Linked DNA regions of Rattus norvegicus: region 1 is linked to region 2. Evidence: chromatin contacts called from public Hi-C data. All regions are on one chromosome and are shown on one strand. Each heading gives the region's core, a stretch centred on a gene start, on an enhancer-like site or on the middle of the called end of the contact. The rest is flanking DNA. Distances are from core to core; before and after follow the strand shown.

Region 1 (5,543 bases), core at 2,588-5,087, 620 kb before region 2:
AATTACCTGGGCCTGGTCCTTCCACTATGCTGAAGACATACTTAAGATCTGCTCTGTTGGGGTTGGGGATTTAGCTCAGTGGTAGAGCGCTTGCCTAGCAAACACAAGGCCCTGGGTTCAGTCCCCAGCTCCGAAAAAAAGAAAAAGAAAAAAAAAAAAAAAAAAAAAAAAGAAAAGATCTGCTCTGTCCAATAAGGTAGCCACAAACAACACATGGCTATACGACACTTGAAATCTGATGAGTGTGGCTTGAGATGTTTTAAGTGAAAAAATACATTCTAGATTTCAAAAACTTAACATGAAAAAAAAAGACTCTTAAAATACCCTAGTACAAGCTTTGTTTTTTGGTTTCGTTTTACTGATAATACATTTAAATACTCAGGTTTTGAATGTATTGAAGTGAGTAAAATGTTACAAAAATCAATTTCACCCTTTTTTTTACTCTTTAATGTGGCGACTAGGAAATTTTAAATTGCATATGTGGTCCGAGTTTGTGGTCTGCTTTCTATTTCTATTGGGCAGTGTTAGTGCAAAGAGCTGTAGAACACAGGCAAAGGCACATAAACCCTTTAGGCAAGCAAACACCACTGAGGATTTCCAACCTAAGTGTTTGTGGTAGATCTGGGAAGGAGCAGGAAACATAAAGCAATCTTTCAGGAAGATTAGTGTGGGGGAACGTGTAGGGTGAAACACTAGAGGCAGTTGTCAGTGTCAAAGGCAGCAAATGTCAAAGGGTGAACAGACTGCTCAGTTGGAACCTACACAAGGTCTCCAGAATCAACACGCTGCAGAGGGGAGAAAGAAACAAGAGCAGCTGAGACAGAGAAGAATAACAGGTGCAATGCTAACCCAGCCGAACAACCAGGCTGTAACGCTCGTCCAGTCAGCAAGCTCAACACAGTGATTTCAGACCTATCTTTATGTGGAAAGCTCTCTTGAGAGTGGCACCAAATCTCAGACACTTTCGGGAGGAGGTAGGCAGCCAAGGCTACAAGAAAGTGAAAAAATAACAGTAAATAATAAGAGTAAAAGTCAAATTCATAACATGGCCAACGAATATTTTCCAGGCGTCTGCTGTATACCTGACACTTGAACAGACTCTGGCATTAATGGCCGTGAAACAGACATGGCTGTGTATCACAAGCGGGTAACTACAAAAACGAACAGGAGCTCTGAGAGACCAGAGTGGGAGGAAGGAATTAGTGGACAGTGATGGAAAGAAAAAGTCTTCAGAAGCTGGGCATGGTGGCTTACACCTACAATTCCAGCATTCAAGAGGCTAAGGCAAGCCTCGAGTTCAAGTCCAGCCCGGGCAACATAATGAACTCCAGGGTATCCTGGTCCAGAGTGAGATCTTAAAAACAAAACAATGCTCCGCCCCCAAAAGGGAGAGAGGGCGATGGATCCAACTCTTTTGAGGTGGCAAAGGTCTGTAATTCCTCCACTGGGGAAGTTGAGACACGAGGATCACGAGTATGAGGCCAGCTGGGCCACATAACAAGACCTAAGAAAAAAGAAATTAAAAAACTCAAACAAAACCAGAGCTTTTCAATGCTATGCACAGTGAATATGTCAATTAAAAAACAAATGTTGGATGTATTTTTTTTTTAAGGTGCTTAGTTCTAAAACAAGAATAGTCTCAATTTAACATTAAATTCTTAAGCCGGGTTCAGGCAACAAAGACTTAGCAGTGAAGTCTGGATTCTCCTTTCCTACCTTTCTCTGCTTCTCGGTGTTCTTTATGCTTTTCTCCCCCTAGATAATTCAGGAGGTGAAAATAAAAACGAGCAAAAGACAAAAAAAAAAAAAAAAAAAAAAAAAAAAAAAAAAAATCAAACAGACTGGAGATTAAGCCTGAGAGCTATAAGGCTCTTGGGAGCCCTGTCCTCATCCTTACCACAATGAGAGTTTCTGCCCTACAGGCTTCACGTAAGGATTTAAAAACTAACAGAGAGGAAGACATATGTAGTGTAAGCACACAATGAACAGTAGCCAGTACTGACATGGAACAAAAGTATTGTTTTCATTTAAAAACATTTAAGAAACCCTGTCTCAAAAGATAAAAAAATAAAACCCAAAAACCATTTAAGAGCTTCTATTGGGGGGATATGATGGGTTAACAGAGACAGATAGCATGGACAATTTTTGTTTTGGTTTGGTTTTTTTCCTCTTGTGAGTACTATCAGAAACTACACTACTCAGATAATCAAGTTTAAGACAAGTCGTTTAAAACAGTAAAGAACTAAACTGGGCTTCTTGAATCCAGCATTCTGGAAAGAGAGGCAAGTGGTAGATCTCTGTGAGTTCCAGGCCAGCCTGGGCTACATGGTGAGCCCGTATCTCAAAAAATGAAACAAAACAAACCACACAGAAGCACGTATCATAACCCTCATCATTGCATCTCAAGTGACAAACCAGTCTGATCTGTATTCTGGATACTGGTTATCCAGTATGTGCCTACCTGTAGAGTCTACTACACTAATATCCCTCCCACTTACTACATTGATACTCACACCATACAAGTGTAAGACAACAGTCTACACGCTCTGCTCTTTACAAACCACCGCGAACACATAGTTTTAACGTCAAGAACTGAAATCTCCCACAAGCGAAGAGAAACATTTCACAAAAGGCTAGGATGTGTGATTTTTGTACAGCTTACTGCTATGTTTAACTGTGAAGGAGGTACAAATGATGTTTTATTCACGGAGTCTTGGTTGGTACTCTTTATTCAGAATCTAAGCAGCCAAAAGACACATGAGAAAGTATGGAGCTGAAAGTCTCAGACCGATGACCTGCACCCAAAACTAAGGACGGATGAGACGCTGCTGCTGTTCTTGGGTGTCGTGATAGCCACTGTAGTGAATTTCGCTGGACCAGATATTTATTTAGCCATTATGGACTAACAGATCCGTTAGTTTGAAATTAAAGGGCACCAGACCAGCAGAAGGTAGCAAACCCTTCCCAGGGCTGTTTCCAACTCTGTCATCCCTCCGCCCCTCGTCTGTTTCCTCAAGGTGAGCATCGCCTCTCTACAACCACCCCCACTCCCACCCCCACCCCCACCCCACGCAGCTCTCGCGGGATGCCTGTGGGACCCCGCCATCGGGTCCAGCACACATGCCTACATGCCCGCCGCGCGGGGACGCCGGATGCTCGCGCCCCACCGCCAGGCATTTGCAGCTCCGAGGGCCCTAGGCTACACGAAGCGCTCGGATCCTCGCCGGCCCACCCGGAAGCCCTTTCCTCGGCTCACACCTGCAGGCGCGTGACGCCGGTCTGTCCCGGCCCCAATACTTGGGACATCCCGGCCCTCACGACCGACGTGACCGTACGTCCCTCACACACCCCTCCCCCGCCTCACGTCTGCACATAGCGATCCCACAGCGCGCCCCGGGCGAGCGCCCCAGCCCGCCGCGGCCCACCCGGGTCGCGCGCGCTCCCCCCGCCCCTTCCGCCCCTCCCGCCCGGCTCGCTCCGGTCGCGCGCGCTCGCGAAGACACGCACTCGCTGCACTTAAGCGGGCCGTGCCGCGCGCCCCCGAGGACGTCCTCAGTCGCCCACCCTGGGCCGCCTCGCTCCTCCGGGCTGCTCGCGAGAAAAGAGAAGGCCCTCGCGGCCCACGGTCCTCACTCACCGCTGAGCCGCGCCGGCTCCGAGAGCGCGTCGTTCCGCTGTGGAGCCCAGCGGTGACCGCGGTCTCCGCTTCTCCGCAAGCTGTAGAGGCGACGTCGCGGGGAGGCTGAGAGGCTAGGGGGGTCACTGTCGCTCGCTTCACCTTCCCGAAGCTCGGGGACCCCAGAAACTAAAAACAAAATAAACAAACTTTCCCCTCCGCCTCCCTCCCCCAAAACCACAACACAAACACTCTGGCGCCCGCCCACAGCCCCACTCCATTGGCCGCAGGCAGGATGCCTCTAGTTTTCACTGGTTAGCTTTCGTGCCCGTCAAGTCGCTGTTCCTCCTCTCTTAAGTCCTCGCCGCTGTCGTCTCTCCTCATTGGCTAAGTGCTTCCCGTTTGCCGAACTGGGATTGGTTGAGCGGCCTGCGCCAATCATGAGGGGACACACCCCCTCAGCATCCCAGAGGCCGCTTCCTCGGTCGCGGACCCAGAGAGACGAAGGGGAAACTAGAGCATGATGGCGGCGGAGTTCGCCCAGCGCAGTCATTATCTCTTCCTTTTTTTTTTTTTTTTTTTTTTTTTAAAGCTCATTAATGCTTCTCTCAGGGACTGTTTCTCCCAAGCTCCTTTCACCACTCGAGACTGCACTAATAACGGAATCTATACGTGCAGGCTCCTTGATTTATCCCCTCCGAATTGCTGAGTGTGGGTTGGTTGTGCGTCATTGGACTGTCAGGGTGTCGCTCCCAAGTCACATCCTTAAGCTATTGGTGGAACAGCCAGAAAGCGGCTAACAACAAGGGCCCATGCTATTGGTTTGATTTCACTGTTTCCCCCCGCACCCCACCCCCGACCCCCGTCATCTTATTGGGCATTCCGGTGTTGTCCGTCAGATCCGGATTCGCCACACTACGATTAGGCTGAGAAGTGGGGCGTCTTTGGTCATTGGAAGTTGACACTGGTAACTACTATAATTTATTGTATTTTATTCCAAATACGGTGCGCAATTCTTTATAGAAACTATCTGATTAAACCCTAATTTTACAGAAAGAAAAGCCAAAAGAGGTTAAGAGACTTACCCAAGGTCACCCATTTAGAAAGAAGTTTGGGGCCATACATTGGCTCCTAGGCCTGTCTGACTCGCTTACATGCCTTAGTGTCTCAGAATAGTATCTGTCAGTCAACCCAACATCTTGAAACTGTTTCCTTCAGAACCCAAATTCCTTATTCAGCGTCTGGCAATTAGAAAGAGTGTCATTAACATTATTGGAGACTAACTTTGGAGAGATTGTAATTTTCTCCATGGTATCCCGCTCCTAGGAACCGTTCTTCCCCATTCTAAGTTCAACAATACATTTTTCCTGACAAGAAGCACACACAAGTCTATATTCTGTTTCTTGGCTTTGTAAATGGCTTTTTTTTTTTTTTTTTACCATTCTTATATGCCCAGGCAACACTCATACCCACCTCTAACCATCTTTAGCTCGCTCCTTTGGAAGAATATTCAAGAGTTTGAAATTAGGAGATATTAAGTCTAGAGTGAGATAAAGAGTAAATCCCTTTAGAAATAATTGATTGTGTGCAAACAGAACAGTCCTCTGCCTCCTGGAAAGCTTCCAGAAGCTGCTGATGTCGAGCAAGCCATGTGTGTGCTCCTGGCTTCTGGCCACTGGATTCTTTCTCTGTGACAGCTTTAAAGGAAATGAATCCACATTTCAGCCAGGGGAGGGCAGGATGCTTTGGACCCACTACCAGAGTGCCTCAGCCTCCAGCCTCTGGGACTGAAATGATCTCCAGGAACCTACTGCTGAACTCTAACCCACATCTGGGTATATTAGCATTTTACCATCCCAGATCCCTATTCCTTGTAGCCGAGGCAGTTCATGGTGTTTCCCTTCCCTATCCACGCTGTTGTGTAATC
Region 2 (5,345 bases), core at 1,354-3,853:
AGCACAACATGAAATTTCCCATTCCCCCCTCCGCCCCCCTCGTTCATTCTTTCTCATCCCACCGTCCACTCCCACCAGAGCTGACGATAGAGACCAGGACCTTACACTTGCCATACCCCCAGGCCCCTCTTCACCCGAAGTGTGTACTTCAATGGTATTATCAACCCCATGTTGCTGTCCAGTAATAAGCAGGTATTACTTTAATAATCAGAAAGGGGGCAAAATTCTTTATCTTCCTTTAAGGCAGTCACAGGTAGCCCAGGCTGGCTCCAGTTTGCTATGTAACTGAGGCTAGCCTTGAACTCTGAGCCATCTGTCTCTACCTCCTAAGTACTGAGATTACAGGCATACACCACTGCTCAAAACCTGTTTTGGTTTGGTGTGGTTTTGGTTTTTGTTTTTGTTTTTTGTTTTTTTGTTTTGTTTTGTTTTTGTTTTTGCTTTTTTGAAACAAAGTTTCTCTGTGTAGCCCTGGCTGTCCCAGAACTCACTCTGTAGACCAGGCTGGCCTTGAACTCCGAGATCCACCTGCCTAAAGCATCCCAGGTGTAGGCATGAGCCACCACTGCCCAGGACCAAAGCTTTTTTAAATCTAGGTTTTAAAAAACATTTTTTTCTCTAGCTTATAGAACATCCCATTGCTAAAACTTTAAAGCGACTGGGGTCCAGGTGTGTGAGCAGAGCTGGGAGGTCTGGAAGGGCTTTGGGCTGGGGCTGAACTTGATAACTTTACAGCCTTTCCAATCTGGAGACTACAGAATTTGCCATCCCCCTGCAGCAGAAGCCCAGTCCTCTGGTGGCAGGAAGACTTGAATTCCAAGGCTCGTCTGCCGTTCCCAAGATCAGTGAGTGGGTGCTAGACCTAGTTAATTTTTCCTCCTCCTGGCGGGCATGTCCTCCTTTTACCTGGACCTAAAGTGTAAGCCCTCTCTGTGTCACTAGAATCAACATGACATCACCTCCATGAAGCACAGCAATTCCACAGCGAAGACCCCTGTCCTGGCTCCCTCCCTAGTAGGACTGTGGGTTCCCTGAGCGTCAGGGCCGAGCCTGAGTCATGCTGCCTTCCCTTCCCTCCGGGCCAGGCAGACTCAATAAAGCTTCACTAAATGAAGCCATCAACAGTAGAAATGACCCAAGCATAAGGAACGCCCACGCCCCTCACAAAGCTTGAGTTTCTACCTCCCAGCCAGGGGCCCCAGAGAGGTCAGAGGAAGCAGTACGAGGTCAACCCACCTGACCAGGCAGGTGCCTCCAGGGTTCCCACTTTACCTAGAGCCTGCAAGGGCTTCTTCTGCAAGCTGGGGAGGGCCAAGAATAAATAAATTCGGTGTCACAAACCCTCACGGATATATATAGGCTGCACGGCCATAAGGAGTTACAGAAACAGGGCTCCCCACAAGGAGGAAATTTAAAGGATTCCTAAGACCAGAATAAATCTCAAGCCATCCCGCCCATCAGATCCTGATATGGCCCTGAAAACCAGGAAAGGAGTGCACTTCAGCAAGCCCAGGTCACAGCTGACTTCGGTTACTAACCCCTAGGGGTCCCTGACCCTTGTCACCAATGCAGGCTCTTCTGGTCTTAGTCAGGAATGGACCCCAGACCTGCATAGGCAAGACCCTCCACGAAGCCAGCCAACCCCAGAGGGCACCAGAGCTACAGGCCTCCTTACCCTAGGGCGCAAAGCCCCCTGTGCCACCCTTCAAGCTGTTTCTGCCCCCTCCTCCGCCCCAGGTTTGAGCTGAGCCCCATTCAGCACTGGGGAACCTGCACGGACTAGGTGGGCTAAAGACTGCGAACAGACAGACCTTCCTGTTCCCCACTGCGTGGAAGGGACCTTTCTCCAGACAACATTTAGAATCTATTCAGGTGTTTGCTGAGGATGAGAGAGTTGCGGATTCATAAAATGTCAGAGCCCAAAGGGGCCTCAAGGAAGCTCCTCCCACCCCTATAAATCGAGAAACTGAGGCATGACATAAGAGGTGACGCTCCCCACCCAGCTTGGAACTGAATATCTCGTATCCCTGGTCTTTTTTGGGGTGGTTCCGTGCCCAAGGTCACGCGGCAAAGCAGATACGGGTCTCGGCGGAACCCAAGTATCCAGGCTCCAGACTCAGAGCTCCGCAGCGTACAGGGTGAGCAACAAAACCTAGTTCCCAGTCCTCGCCCCGAAAGCGCGCGGCAGGTGCAGCAGTGCGCCCTAGAAAAAGATCCACGCCCTGATCCGCGCCCCCAATAAACGGCCTTGAACTTGGGCTCAGTCTCCACGGGCGCACGCGAACCGAGTCGCTAGATGCTGGGCAGCGACAACCTGGAGGTCTCGGCGATGGGGCTAAGGAGCTCGGTGGCAGGGGCCAGGATCCGCTTGGGTCCGCAGGGCCGCCCGGGCCAGGTGAGGTCGCGCCAGTTCCCGGAGCCCCGCGCCCCAGCCCGCCTTGCTGTGTCCTTACCCAAGACACGACGCGCAGGATGGTATGTGGCTGTCGCACCAGGGTGTAGGGGTCGAAGGCGCCCCCGGCTTTGCCCGCTCCGTACGCACCCCCTTCCATCGTGGCTGCACCGCGCGGCGCCCCCCGCTCGGCGCGCGCCACCGGCCCGTGCGCGTGCGCGGCGCCCCCGCCCCCCTCCCCTGCGCTCGGCTTGTGCAGTCCGGGGCTCCCCGCCAGGGGGCGATCGTGCACCGCCCGTGCAGCTCTCCGAAGCTCGCGCTCAGAAAGCGCGTGCAGCTGGGGTCCCAGTGTGGGGCGCGCTCCCTGCCAGCGGGATGACCTTTTTGCCAAATAACGCGTAGTCGGGGTGTGGACGGAGAATGCAGACGCATCTCCGCCTTCGGGAGCCCTCCGGACTGTAGCGCTATTCAGGAAACCCTTATCGTTATATATTTATTTATTTACTCATTTATTTGCCTCTTCTCTTTCGCTGTCTGCCCCAAAATTAAGGAAAGGGGCTCCGTTTGACTGTATATGGCTCCTTGAACCCGTCGCTGAATTGCTGGCTTCAGGAATGATTCTCTCTAAGAGATCTGCAGAGCCTCCTCGCCCCCCCCCACCTTGCTGCCTAGCTCCACCGATGACGTCATGCACGCGCACCCCCACCTGGAGGGAGCTGTAGGGAGGCAAAAACTGGGAGAAAAACAGACCTTGTGAGATTCTCTCCCCCTTCCACCGCAGCTCCCTACCCCTTTCTTTAATCCAGTAATTAATTGTACTTATTTCTTCCACTGTCTCCTCGGTCTGTGGGCTCCTGCTGTTCAGGTTTTGTTTATATCCAAAGGCCTCACAAACATAGGTGGTCAATAAATACACCCAAGCCTCACCCTCCCACCAACCCCAACACAGTTTGACCTTTAGGGCTCCTGGGGGTTTTTGTTTGTTTGTTTTTATTTGTTGTTTTTGTTTTGTTTTGTTTTTGAGATAGGGTCTCTTGTAGAGACTGGCCTCTGGAATTCACCCTGTGGAAGGGGATGGTTTTGAACTTCTTTCTATTCCTCCTGCTTCTTCATCCCTGTGAATGGAGTTTCAGGCCTGTGTTACCATACCCATGAGAAATCTTAGAGGCGGCTATTAAACTATGATCCTATAAAACTTCTAGAAGAAAACAAGAGAAAAATCTTTATAACTTTGTAGATAGGATGATTTTTTCATTTTTTTTAATTTATTTTATTTATATGAGTACATTGTAGCTGTCTTCAGACACACCAGAAGAGGGCATCCAATCCCATTACAGATGGTAGCGAGCCACCATGTGGTTGCTGGGAATTGAACTTAGGACCTCTGGAAGAGCAGTCAGTGCTCTTAATCACTGAGCCATCTCTCCAGTCCTTTTTTCATTTTTTTAATCTTTATTTTGTATTACTGTTTGCCTGCATGTTCATATGTGCATCATGTAAATGCAGTGCCTGAAGAAGTCAGAAGAGGGTGTGGGATCCCCTTGAACTCGAGCTACAGACTTTTGTGGGTCACTGGGTGGGTACTGGGAACCAAACTCTGGGCCACTGCAAGAACATGTATTATTATTAGTAGTAGTATTAGTAGTAGTATTAGTATTAGTATCACCATCATCTTATTTTTATTGCATAGTTTATGTATTTACATTTCAGAGGTTACCCCCTTTCCCAAGAACAAGTGCTCTTAAGTGCTAAATTCACTATATGGCCCGGGCTCAGTTCAAACTTGGGACGATTCCATGTACTGAGATCACAGACATTAGCCATCACACCTAACAAAGCATTTTCTCCGAGAAGCAGAGAAGCACGAAGTTCTATGCCACAATGTAGGTGAACACATTCTTACCTTTTCATGATCTATCTAATGACAATAAATTCACAGGGTGGAGCAGTTTCAATATCCAGCAAGCTAGATAATCCCACCCACACCTTGGTAATCTAGCCAGGTGATCTTTATTCCAATCTTTTTTTTTTTTTTTTTTTTTTTTTTTTTTGGAGCTGGGGACCGAACCCAGGGCCTTGCGCTTCCTAGGTAAGCGCTCTACCACTGAGCTAAATCCTCAGCCCCTCTTTATTCCAATCTTAATTACTCATATTAACACCCTCGTCACACATCACACCGGAAACCAGTTAACCGACCAATCTATCTACAGATATGTGGTTTACACAGAGACTATGCGGTTTCAAAGGCTACTGCGTAGTTGACAGTGGTGGCACACACTTTCTTTTTTTTTTTTTTTTTGGTTCTTTTTTTTCCGGAGCTGGGGACCGAACCCAGGGCCTTGCGCTTCCTAGGCAAGCGCTCTACCAGCTAAATCCCCAACCCCGGCACACACTTTCAATCCCAGCAAAGGCAGGTAGATCTCTTGAGTTCAAGGCCAGCCAGGGCTACACAGCGAAACAAAAACAAACAAGCAAAACAAATAAACAAAAGGCAACCAACGGCATACTTGCAGAGGTGTCAGAAGTGGGCCTACGGAAATGCAAATAGATCTGCTGATAAGACAAGGAACCAAGCCAGCATCAAGGAAGACTGTATTGCTGAGAAATCGCTGGAGTGTCAGCCTTGGGAGTGTTAACTCCAGGTCCATACTGCCAGGGAGTAGACGGGCACCAGGAGTAAGCCATGCCAACAGCAAGAGACTGGGCTGAGCTTTAAAACCAGGAACATCTGTTCCAATTATTTTTAGTTGAAAATTTCGAACATTTTATTTATTATTTTTATGCATATAGGTGTTTTGCCTGAATGACAGCGTGTGTGACCTAAGTGTGCGGGGCCCACAGGGGCCAGATGAGGGCATTGGATTCACTGGGACTAAGTTACAGACCATTGTGAGCCACCCTGAGGGTACTGGACAAGCTGCCAGTGCTCTTAACTGACGAGCCTTCTCTCAAA

What was found. Hi-C and Micro-C count contacts between places; a contact is called where the count stands out from the background.
Region 1: a contact with region 2 is called in a Hi-C map of hepatocytes, with 1.7 times the contacts expected there. The contact joins the promoter of Tnrc6b here to the promoter of Syngr1 in region 2. A contact is called at or near these places in 2 of 12 Hi-C or Micro-C datasets (the A7r5 cell line and hepatocytes).

Annotation. Positions count from the first base shown.
Region 1 is chr7:114,130,868-114,136,410 of GRCr8, reverse strand. Tnrc6b (trinucleotide repeat containing adaptor 6B) reads right to left here and starts at 3,837. Exons shown (of 25, transcript NM_138845.4): 1 at 3,638-3,837.
Region 2 is chr7:113,513,524-113,518,868 of GRCr8, reverse strand. It overlaps Syngr1 (synaptogyrin 1), which reads right to left and starts at 2,603. Exons shown (of 4, transcript NM_019166.2): 1 at 2,454-2,603. The coding sequence starts at 2,552.